Regions from separate parts of the Rattus norvegicus genome. Here region 1 is linked to region 2. The links are chromatin contacts, called in public Hi-C maps. All regions are on one chromosome and are shown on one strand. Each heading gives the region's core, a stretch centred on a gene start, on an enhancer-like site or on the middle of the called end of the contact. The rest is flanking DNA. Distances are from core to core; before and after follow the strand shown. Region 1 holds the start of Vps18 (VPS18 core subunit of CORVET and HOPS complexes). Region 2 holds the start of Rpusd2 (RNA pseudouridine synthase domain containing 2).

Region 1 (4,501 bases), core at 1,243-3,742, 260 kb after region 2:
TTTGCAAGCACAGGGGCTATGCTAATCTTCTCTGCATTGTTTCAATCTTGTAGTATATATGCTGCCAAAACATGCCCCCCACCCCTTTGCTCTCTTATTCTCTTATAATTTTGACTTTGAGTTTCTTTTTTTTTTTTTTTTTTTCTTTTTCTTTTTTTCGGAGCTGGGGACCGAACCCAGGGCCTTGCGCTTGCTAGGCAAGCGCTCCACCACTGAGCTAAATCCCCAACCCCGACTTTGAGTTTCTAACCCTCCTGTTCCCACTTCCTGACTCTGGGACTATAGGTACCACACCTAGTTCTATGCTGTGCTGAGGGTCTCATCCTATGAAGCTAGACAAGCCCTCTTGTCTGCCAAGTAAGCTAGATCCACAGTCCCCCATGCCATTAAACTCTAAACCTTTTCAGTTCAACGGAGAGTCCAAGACTGAGGGTGTAGGCCGTAATGTAGCACTCACACAGTATTTATGAAGCGTTGGGTCTGATTCTCTGGTCTGGATTTGGATTTAGTTAACAATCCACTATTAGATACTAGTAATGTCTAAACACAAACTTAACATCCAGTGACTTGTAAACATCCAAAACTGTACGCCGCACACTATTAAGAGATTTTTCTCAGGGGTTGGGGATTTAGCTCAGTGGTAGAGCTCTTGCCTAGCAAGTGCAAGGCCCTGGATTCGGTCCCCAGCTCCGAAGAAAAAATTTTTTAAAAATTTTAAAAAAGAGAATTTTCTCATTTTATAAAAATGTAGAAACTGGGGGCTGGGGATTTAGCTCAGTGGTAGAGTGCTTACCTAGGAAGCACAAGGCCCTGGGTTCGGTCCCCAGCTCTGAAAAAAAGAACCAAAAAAAAAATGTAGAAACTGGGCTGGAGAGATGGCTCAGTGGTTAAGAGCACTGACTGCTCTTCCAGAGGTCCTGAGTTCAGTTCCCAGCAACCACATGGTGCCTCACAGCCATCTGTAATGGGATCTGATGCCCTCTTCTGGTGTGTCTGAGGACAGGTATAGTATATTCATATACATCAAATAATTCTAAAAGATGTTTTTTTAAAAATGTAGAAACTGAGTCATCAAAGAGTTCATTTATGCAAATGTCTAATAAATGTTTACTAGTGTTATTAGTGACTGCCCTTGAACAGGTTACTGGTATTGTCGGGACTTCCCCTGTAAGTTCCCTACAAGTGCCCTGAACTCAGTCATGTAACCTCCACCCCCTCTCACTCAGCTCCTCCTTTGTCCCTTGCATAAGTTTCAGTGACTTTACCTGCCAGGTCTCAGCTGTCCCCACTCCTCCTTCATCTGCCACATCTCACCTGTCACTAAGTCTATGATGCCTTCGTCTGAGATGTTCTCTTGTCCCCCAGCCCTCTCTCTATCTTACGGTTGGATACTTAAAGTCTGTCCTCTGCCTCAGGTCTCATGTCCCTTTCAAATACCTGCTATCTTTCTAGCATTGGATCTTATTCTCAGTTATGTCTCCCAGTGAACCATACAACAGCTTCCACAGTCTGCCCAAGGCCAGCCCCACTTTCTCTACCACCCTTCTCTTCACTCCCAAGCATCATACGGTTTATTGGTTTTTGTCCATAATTTTCCTGATGGTCATATATAATGTCCTTTTCTTTTCTTTTTCTGATACTAGGGCTTGATCCTAAGGCTTCCCACATGGTAGACAAGGAGAGTCAGCATCATTCAACTGATCAAGTGCCTGGAAGCAGCCCGTGCTTCGGTTTCCCTGGTCACCCTGTCTCTCCTCCTACACGAAGGAGCCACTATGAGGCAGCTTGCATATCCTGGCACACGGTTTAGTGTTGTTAGCTATGCTGTATTGTCAATGTCTTTCTTCCTGTTGTTTTCTGGGGGTCTCACCTGTAGCCCAATCCTTAGTAATCCTCCTGCCTCAGCCTTCCCGCTGCTGGAGATTAAATTTTGTATGGTTTTCTTTTTGTAGTGTAGGGAAAAAAATCCAAGTCTTATACCCGCTGGGCAAAGTGCTTATGCACACCTGAGCCACACTTCTGACACATTCAGCTACTTTCTCTGGAAGTTAGTGGGTCCCTGGAGTGGAAGAAGGGACGCTAAAACTGTTCCACCTGTGTTTATGAAGATGAACAGAGGCAGCAATTCGATTGAGAAACAGGAGATAGTGCAGCAGATGGAGCACAGCCGGCCTTTAAGTGACAATCTGAGGGAGTGAAGCCTGGGCTTCGGAAACCTAGGATCCACGCAAGCCTGCTACAGGACGCCGCAGGGAAGTCCTGGGCTGTCCCCTAGCGCCAATATGAGGAACTGCAGCAGGGTCGCCCGCAAGTACTCCAGCTGCTCCAGGCCCAGCGCTGGCTCCACCCACGCCGCTCCGAGTCTCCGACAACGCCTCCTTGTGGAGGCTCCAATGCCCAGGGCTCCAGTTAATACTCGCTTCTGAAACCCGGAAGCGCGTCATAAGCACGCGTCACGGGGGCGGAGTCAGCTGAGCTGCCTGGGTGAGGTTACGATCACCTGGGATCTGCTAAGGGGAGCCTGTAATCTCTTGGGACTGGAGCTGGGGTGCCAAACTGCGCCATATTCTAGTGGGGGCTCCTCGATCGTCTCTTCCTATGCAGAGAAAGCGAAAAAGGCCTCAGAGTTTTTAAAAGGTTCTCAGGATCTGTCAGACGCTGGGGGAAGCACAACTTGCAAATCCAGGACGACCGGGGTCCCAGTTGTGACCCCCAGGTCCCAGACCAAAGGTCCAGAGTTTGATAACCATGGCGTCCATACTGGATGAGTATGAGGACTCATTGTCCCGCTCGGCCGTCTTGCAGACTGGTTGCCCCAGCGTGGGCATCCCCCATTCTGGTAAGTTAGAAGAGGCTGCCTCTGCCCCCATTCTGTTATTGTAGCATTTACGGGAGAGGGACGCTCAAGAACTTGCGGCGTGTGTTTACGATCCAAGGCCCAGGCCTCTCTTGTCTTGTCCAGCTTGCAGTGGTCGAAGTTTGAAAGAGCCACAGTAGCAGCCGCGTGATCTAGGCCTAAGACTAAGGTCCTTCAAAAGAGGGAACTTGGGCTCAGATAAGGAAGTACTTGTTACAGTACTTGCCTACCGGGCTGCAGTTTGACTCTTGGGAGAACTGAAAACAGGTGCCATGCTTCTTTTCGTGTCTGCTTCTATGGGGTTTTTTTAGTTTTTGTTTTGTGTGTGTGTGCGTGTGTGTGTGTGTGTGTGTGTTTCCCCACCAGACTTCGTCTAGCAGAGAAGGCGGAATGAGCACAGAACTTGGTGGAACGTGAACGTTATGGGTGAAGGGAATTTTGTCACTGAATAGGAAAGATGGAGATGATTGGCCTGGGGTAAAGCTGGCTGTAGTTTAGAGTGTAAGAGAATAGCGTAGGGTTACCCGTACTATGATAGTATTTTATTGCAGCGGATTAGAGAAAAAGCAGCTGCAGCCTATGAACAGTAGTGATGGAACTCCCTACATGCGATGGAGACTCACTGAGCCATACTGTGTGGACAGGGAGCACGGGACAGCTTTAGTTCTCTTGTGATTGGTGGGCGCAAGAGTAAGGGTAATAAGGGAGAATGCTGAAACCATTTTCCCTGTACCGTCTCCCTCTCTCCCCCATTACCACTGGGAACATGCATATCATATCATGATACTACCTGGTCTCAGGCCCAGAGAACCAATTCCTCTCTACTGCCACAAGTGTGAGAAGAGCCCAGGACGCTTCCTATAAAGACAACCAGAAAACTCTTTCATGTTGAATTCCTCATAAACCAAGATCCTGTGGGTTGGTAGGAGTATACTTGGGAAGTAGAAGTTTCAGCTAACACTGTGGTTTCTCTGGGCTTTCCGCGCTGCCCCGCCCCCTTCTCTGGATGCCAATTGTTTTCTTCTTTCCAAACCTATAGGGTATGTAAATGCCCATCTGGAGAAGGAGGTGCCTATCTTCACAAAGCAGCGGATTGACTTCACCCCCTCCGAGCGAATCACCAGCCTTGTTGTTTCCTGCAGTCAGCTCTGTATGAGCCTGGGCAAGGATACGCTGCTCCGGTAATGGATTTGGAGACTTTTAACTGATCAGGGTCTTTTCCCATACTTAGCAAGTGAAACAGTAGTTTTTCAGGAGATATGCTATTCCTTCCCAAAGAGAACCAATGTAGTGGTTGAAGATCAGGAGGACCTATGTTCAGATTCCAGCTATGCCCGTGATCTCGGTCTCGAGTGAGTCAGCTGATCATTCTAGTCTTTCAGCAGTGAAAGGTGGTCTCAGCCTCCCTAGAGTTAGCCACACAAATCATTGGAACAGTCTGGAATCCTGGAGTATATACTCTAGTTGGCAAAAAGTGTTGACAAAATTGTTTATCATTTGGGATAAGCTATCTGGAATAAAATGGTTAGCCTGTCTCACAACCATGAATCCCAGAATGACTAGCTGTAACCACTGGTGTTGGGGGTGTGGCCCAGTAATAGAGTACCTTGCATTCCTGAGGCCTTGAGTTTGATTCTTTTTTTT
Region 2 (4,511 bases), core at 1,480-3,979:
TATAAGTACACTGTAGCTGTCTTCAGATACACCAGAAGAGGGCATCAGATCTCTTTACAGATGGTCGTGAGCCACCATGTGGTTGCTGGGGATTGAACTCAGGACCTCTGGAAGAGCAGTCGGGTCTCTTAACCACTGAGCCATCTCTCCAGCCCTGTAAATTTCTTAATGAGGCAACTCACTCATAGTGTTTTCTTTTTGAAGCAATTATGTTCTATCTACAACCAGTGTAAAATTCAACCTCTATTTTTAAAATTATGTAATTAGGAATCCGACATTCAGCATAAGGATTTTGACAGCTTCGGATATCTCAGTCTGCTCTGAAGTAAAACCACAAGGACATCTTCTGTCCTTCACTTCATTTGGTGAGACTTTTGTTTATGACTTTGAACTCACTAGGTCAAAGATGACCTAAAAATTCTGATCCTGCTATGTCTACCTCCTTTGTGGGACTTTTGATACACAGAATAATTTATCTAAAAATCTTCTCTTGATCTTCTCCAGAAGGCTAATATATAAGATAAGACTAGTCTAAGCTGGGCTGGAGAGATGGCTCAGCCATTAAGAGCACTGACTGCTCTACCAGAGGTCTCAGCAACCACATGGTGGCTCACAACCGTCTGTAATGGGATCTGATGCACTCTTCTGGTGTGTCTGAAGACAGCGACAGTATACTCACATACATAAGGTAAATAAATCTTTTTTTTTTTAAAAAAAAAGAATAGTCTAAGCCAAAATTAACATTTTGTATAATAAATACCCATGAGAAAGTTCATGTTCACATTCTTGAACTGGGCTAGACACTTGACTTGTTTTTAGATATCCGAATATCTACCTTTTTGGAGGCATCCCACTGTGAAGGATAAGGGGCTTATTGACTATTTTCAGGCACTCTGTAAAATAAGACAGACTTAAACCCTCTTGGCAGAAGGAAGGCTCCCTTGTAGGATTCTGGATCTTGAGATAGGATCACAAAGAAGCTGTGATATTTGGTGATTTTCAAGGGGAAAAGGGTTGTGGGGGCAGAGTAATTTGGCACAACTGTGCATCTCACAGTGGCAGCATCCAAGCGGGTTTCTTCTCAGGCAACCGCTGGTTTTCAGATGCTTTGCTTGCCTCACTTTGGTCTCTTTGCTGAGTCTATACTTCAGCTCTTTTATGACTCCTATGAAGCACTAATGCCCTTCTAGTAATCCCCTCTCTGATGAAGTTAGCAAATTCAGGTCTCGGCATTTTGCATGTAAGAACCCTAGCAAGCAGGGGAGATAGCTCAGTTGTTAAAGTGCTTGTCATGCAACACAGACCTCAGTTTGATCCCCAGAACTGACATTTAAAAGGTGGGCATTGTAGTACATGTTTGTGAGAGACCCTGTCTCAATAAACAAAATGGTTGGCACCAGAGAAAGGTCCTCTGTGGTTGACTTCTGACCTTTATGCACACTCACACATACACCTGCATGCAACTGGCACACATACACAGAAGACTTTGGCAAAAAAATTTTTTTTGACCCATTTGCAGTTCTAATGTGCACTCAGTTCTGGGTAAGAGTTCATGGAAGTCAAGTAGGAAATCTCTAATTCTTTTCATGCTGTTAGTAGGAAGGGCAGGTATGAAAAATATTGCTTCTTTGGAGTGTGTGTATATATATGTATAATAATAGCTTTATCGAGGTATGTAACATACTATAATATGCAGACTTTTAAATTATACAACAGTAGTAGTGGGTATAACTAAATGAATGAGTGCTTGAGATCTAGGATTTCCCTACACTTCCCCTCAAAAGTAAAAGCAAAGTAGACAAGACTGTTGCTAGTACAGTCATAGTTGTAGCAACTTTCATTCCTTTTTAAGGAGATTTATTTATTATATATAAGTACAGTGTAGCTGTCTGACACATCAGAAGAGGGCATCAGATCTCATTACAAATGACTGTGAGCCACCATGTGGTTCTTGAAATTTGAACTCAGGACCTCTGGAAAAGCAGTCAGTGCTCTTAACCACTGAGCCATCTCTCCAACCCACAACTTTCATTCTGATTGATACTGTTTTTTCTGCTTGTTTACCTTCTATTTAAAATAATAACAACAATAATAATTACTATTATTTTGCTTGCCCGCTTTTATTTTGAGACAGGCACTTGAATAACCATAGAACTGAAACTCCTGATGTTCCTGCCTCTGCCTTCTGAGCGCCAGACTACAGGTGAGCTGCCTTGCTGGCGCTGCCTGTTGTAAGTACACCTTTTTTTCTTTTTAAAGATTTATTTATTTACTTTGTGTGTGTGTGAATACATTACTTGTATGCATGTATGTGCAACACATGTATGCCTTTCTGATCCTCTGTAACTGGGTTGCAGAAGAATCTAAGCCATTTTGTGGGTTTTGGAAATTGAACCCAGGTCCTCTGCAAGAGCAAGTGCTCTTAACCACTGAGTCATCTTTCTAGCTTCCTTAAGTACACTTTTACAGACCCAGGAAATACCATATCTATATGAAATGTGCACCATTATCTCCATTCAAGTCTTTTACGTGGAGCACTTCCGAAGATTTCCTTTAGAAATACCGTCTGAACTCGTGGATAAGGGGAGTCTATCTGTGACCTCGGGTAGAAGGGCACTCTGGGGAAGAAGTTCCCCAGACACCTAACTCGAAACAACTCACTAATTCCCTTCTTGCAAACCCCGCCTCTGCACTGGGCCTTCCTGATTGGTTGCTGCCTTATGACGCCATCATATCGCGACCCCGAAGCGGCTTGCCATGCTGTTATGTGGCGAAGTGTCCCGGGCTGCCTACGGTATATTGTGCAGTGGCAGGTGGCGCTCTGGTCCCACAGCTTTGTCCGGACTTGGGGTAGCTGTGGGAAGGCGATGACTGAGGCACTCTCTGCGCAAGCCGAGGCAGCGGACGGACTGAAGGCTTTGATTGAGCAAAATGGAGATACTGGTAGCGACACCAGGGGAGAGCCGCACCTAGAGCTCCTAGAGCCAGCGACGGTAGGGAAGCAGGTCCCGGAGAGCGGGGAGCAGGCCCAGGGAGGCGAAGAGCAGCTCCCGGGGAACGGAGAGCAGGCCCCAACTCCAGTCGCCGACTCAGGCAAGAGGAAAAAGCGGCGGGGCGCCACTGGGGAACGGGTCGTGCCGCCCCCGAAGAAACGGCGGACTGGGGTGAGCTTTAGCGACGAGCACTTTGCAGAGACCACCTACTACTTCGAGGGCGGCTTGCGCAAGGTGCGGCCCTATTACTTTGACTTCCAGACCTACTGTAAAGGTCGCTGGGTGGGTCGCAGCTTGTTGCACGTCTTCAGCACCGAGTTCCGATCCCAGCCACTGGCTTACTACGAGGCCGCTGTCCGGGCAGGACGCCTGCATCTCAACGAGGAACCAGTCCAGGACCTCAACATCGTCCTCAAGGTGGTATTCGATGGGACTAGCCAGAATCAGAGAAAAGGAGGGAAGGTTATGGGATTTTTGTTTGTTTTCTCAGACACACCTTATAAATAAGGGAATAAAGTGATGGTAACTCAGAAACAATCTCATTATCCCTCGGGACTCTTTTAGTCCCCGCTTCCCACGTCCCCAAATAGGTAGATAGCCTTTCCATGCTCTAGAACTCAACTTTTTCATCCTCCCCAGCAAGGCTGTTTGTTTCAAAGAATCAAAACTGGAAATTTTCTTGTTCCTTTTATATCTGCCTTGTGGCAAGGGCACTGCCTGCTCTCTACCCTTCATGATAAATCTCTGTACAAATAATAACAGCAGATACCTCATTCATGTGTTCTTAACTGCATCAGGAACAAAGTCAAGCATTTTGTGCGCTCTAACATTAAACACAAGTGGCTACGTTGGGGAGCATGCATTGCTTCTCCCTTTTGTGACCAAACTGAACCTCAAAGTAAAGCAATAGTCCGATTTTCAAAGTGTGTGCTCATATTAACACTGAAAGTATTTGTCATAAGTCCTGATGTGTATAGAATTAGAAGTCAAGTCAGGGATAGATACTAAGCATGTGCTCCCCCCCCCCCCCCCCATGAAACCCGTGTCATTAACATTGGCTCACAGAGATTTTAAGGAGAAAAGAGGAGGGGTTGGGGATTTAGTACAGTGGTAGAGCGCTTGCCTAGCAAGCTCAAGGCCCTGGGTTCAGTCCCCAGCTCCGAAAAAAAAAAAGAAAAGAAAAGAGAAAAGAAGAATTTCAGGATTTGGGAATAACCTCTCCCCTACAGATTTTGAAAACCATATGTTTTTAAACTGAGTCCTAGAGAGGTTAAAATGACTTATCCAAAAGTATGTAGTGAGCTTGTGTCAAATCTGTGTGTAGAGCTTAGAGCTCTGGACATACAAGTTAGTGTCATTTGTTGAAAGTTCTAGTTGATAACTAATAGAAGTTTCCTTTCTAGGGCATTTACTTTCAAATATATTTGTATCAGGATGGTGAGATGGTTCAGTAGGTAAAGGTCCTTGCCAGTAAAACTCACAACCTCTTGTTGTCTTACCACACTCACTTCTTTTTCT

The links. Hi-C and Micro-C count contacts between places; a contact is called where the count stands out from the background.
Region 1: a contact with region 2 is called in a Hi-C map of kidney, with 3 times the contacts expected there. The contact joins the promoter of Vps18 here to the promoter of Rpusd2 in region 2. A contact is called at or near these places in 5 of 12 Hi-C or Micro-C datasets (Schwann cells, frontal cortex, kidney and 2 more).

The regions. Positions count from the first base shown.
Region 1 is chr3:126,730,784-126,735,284 of GRCr8, forward strand. Vps18 (VPS18 core subunit of CORVET and HOPS complexes) reads left to right here and starts at 2,493. Exons shown (of 5, transcript NM_001106499.2): 1 at 2,493-2,839; 2 at 3,897-4,038. The coding sequence starts at 2,749. It also overlaps the pseudogene Rnu6-603.
Region 2 is chr3:126,468,891-126,473,401 of GRCr8, forward strand. It overlaps Rpusd2 (RNA pseudouridine synthase domain containing 2), which reads left to right and starts at 2,730. Exons shown (of 3, transcript NM_001135845.1): 1 at 2,730-3,410. The coding sequence starts at 2,766.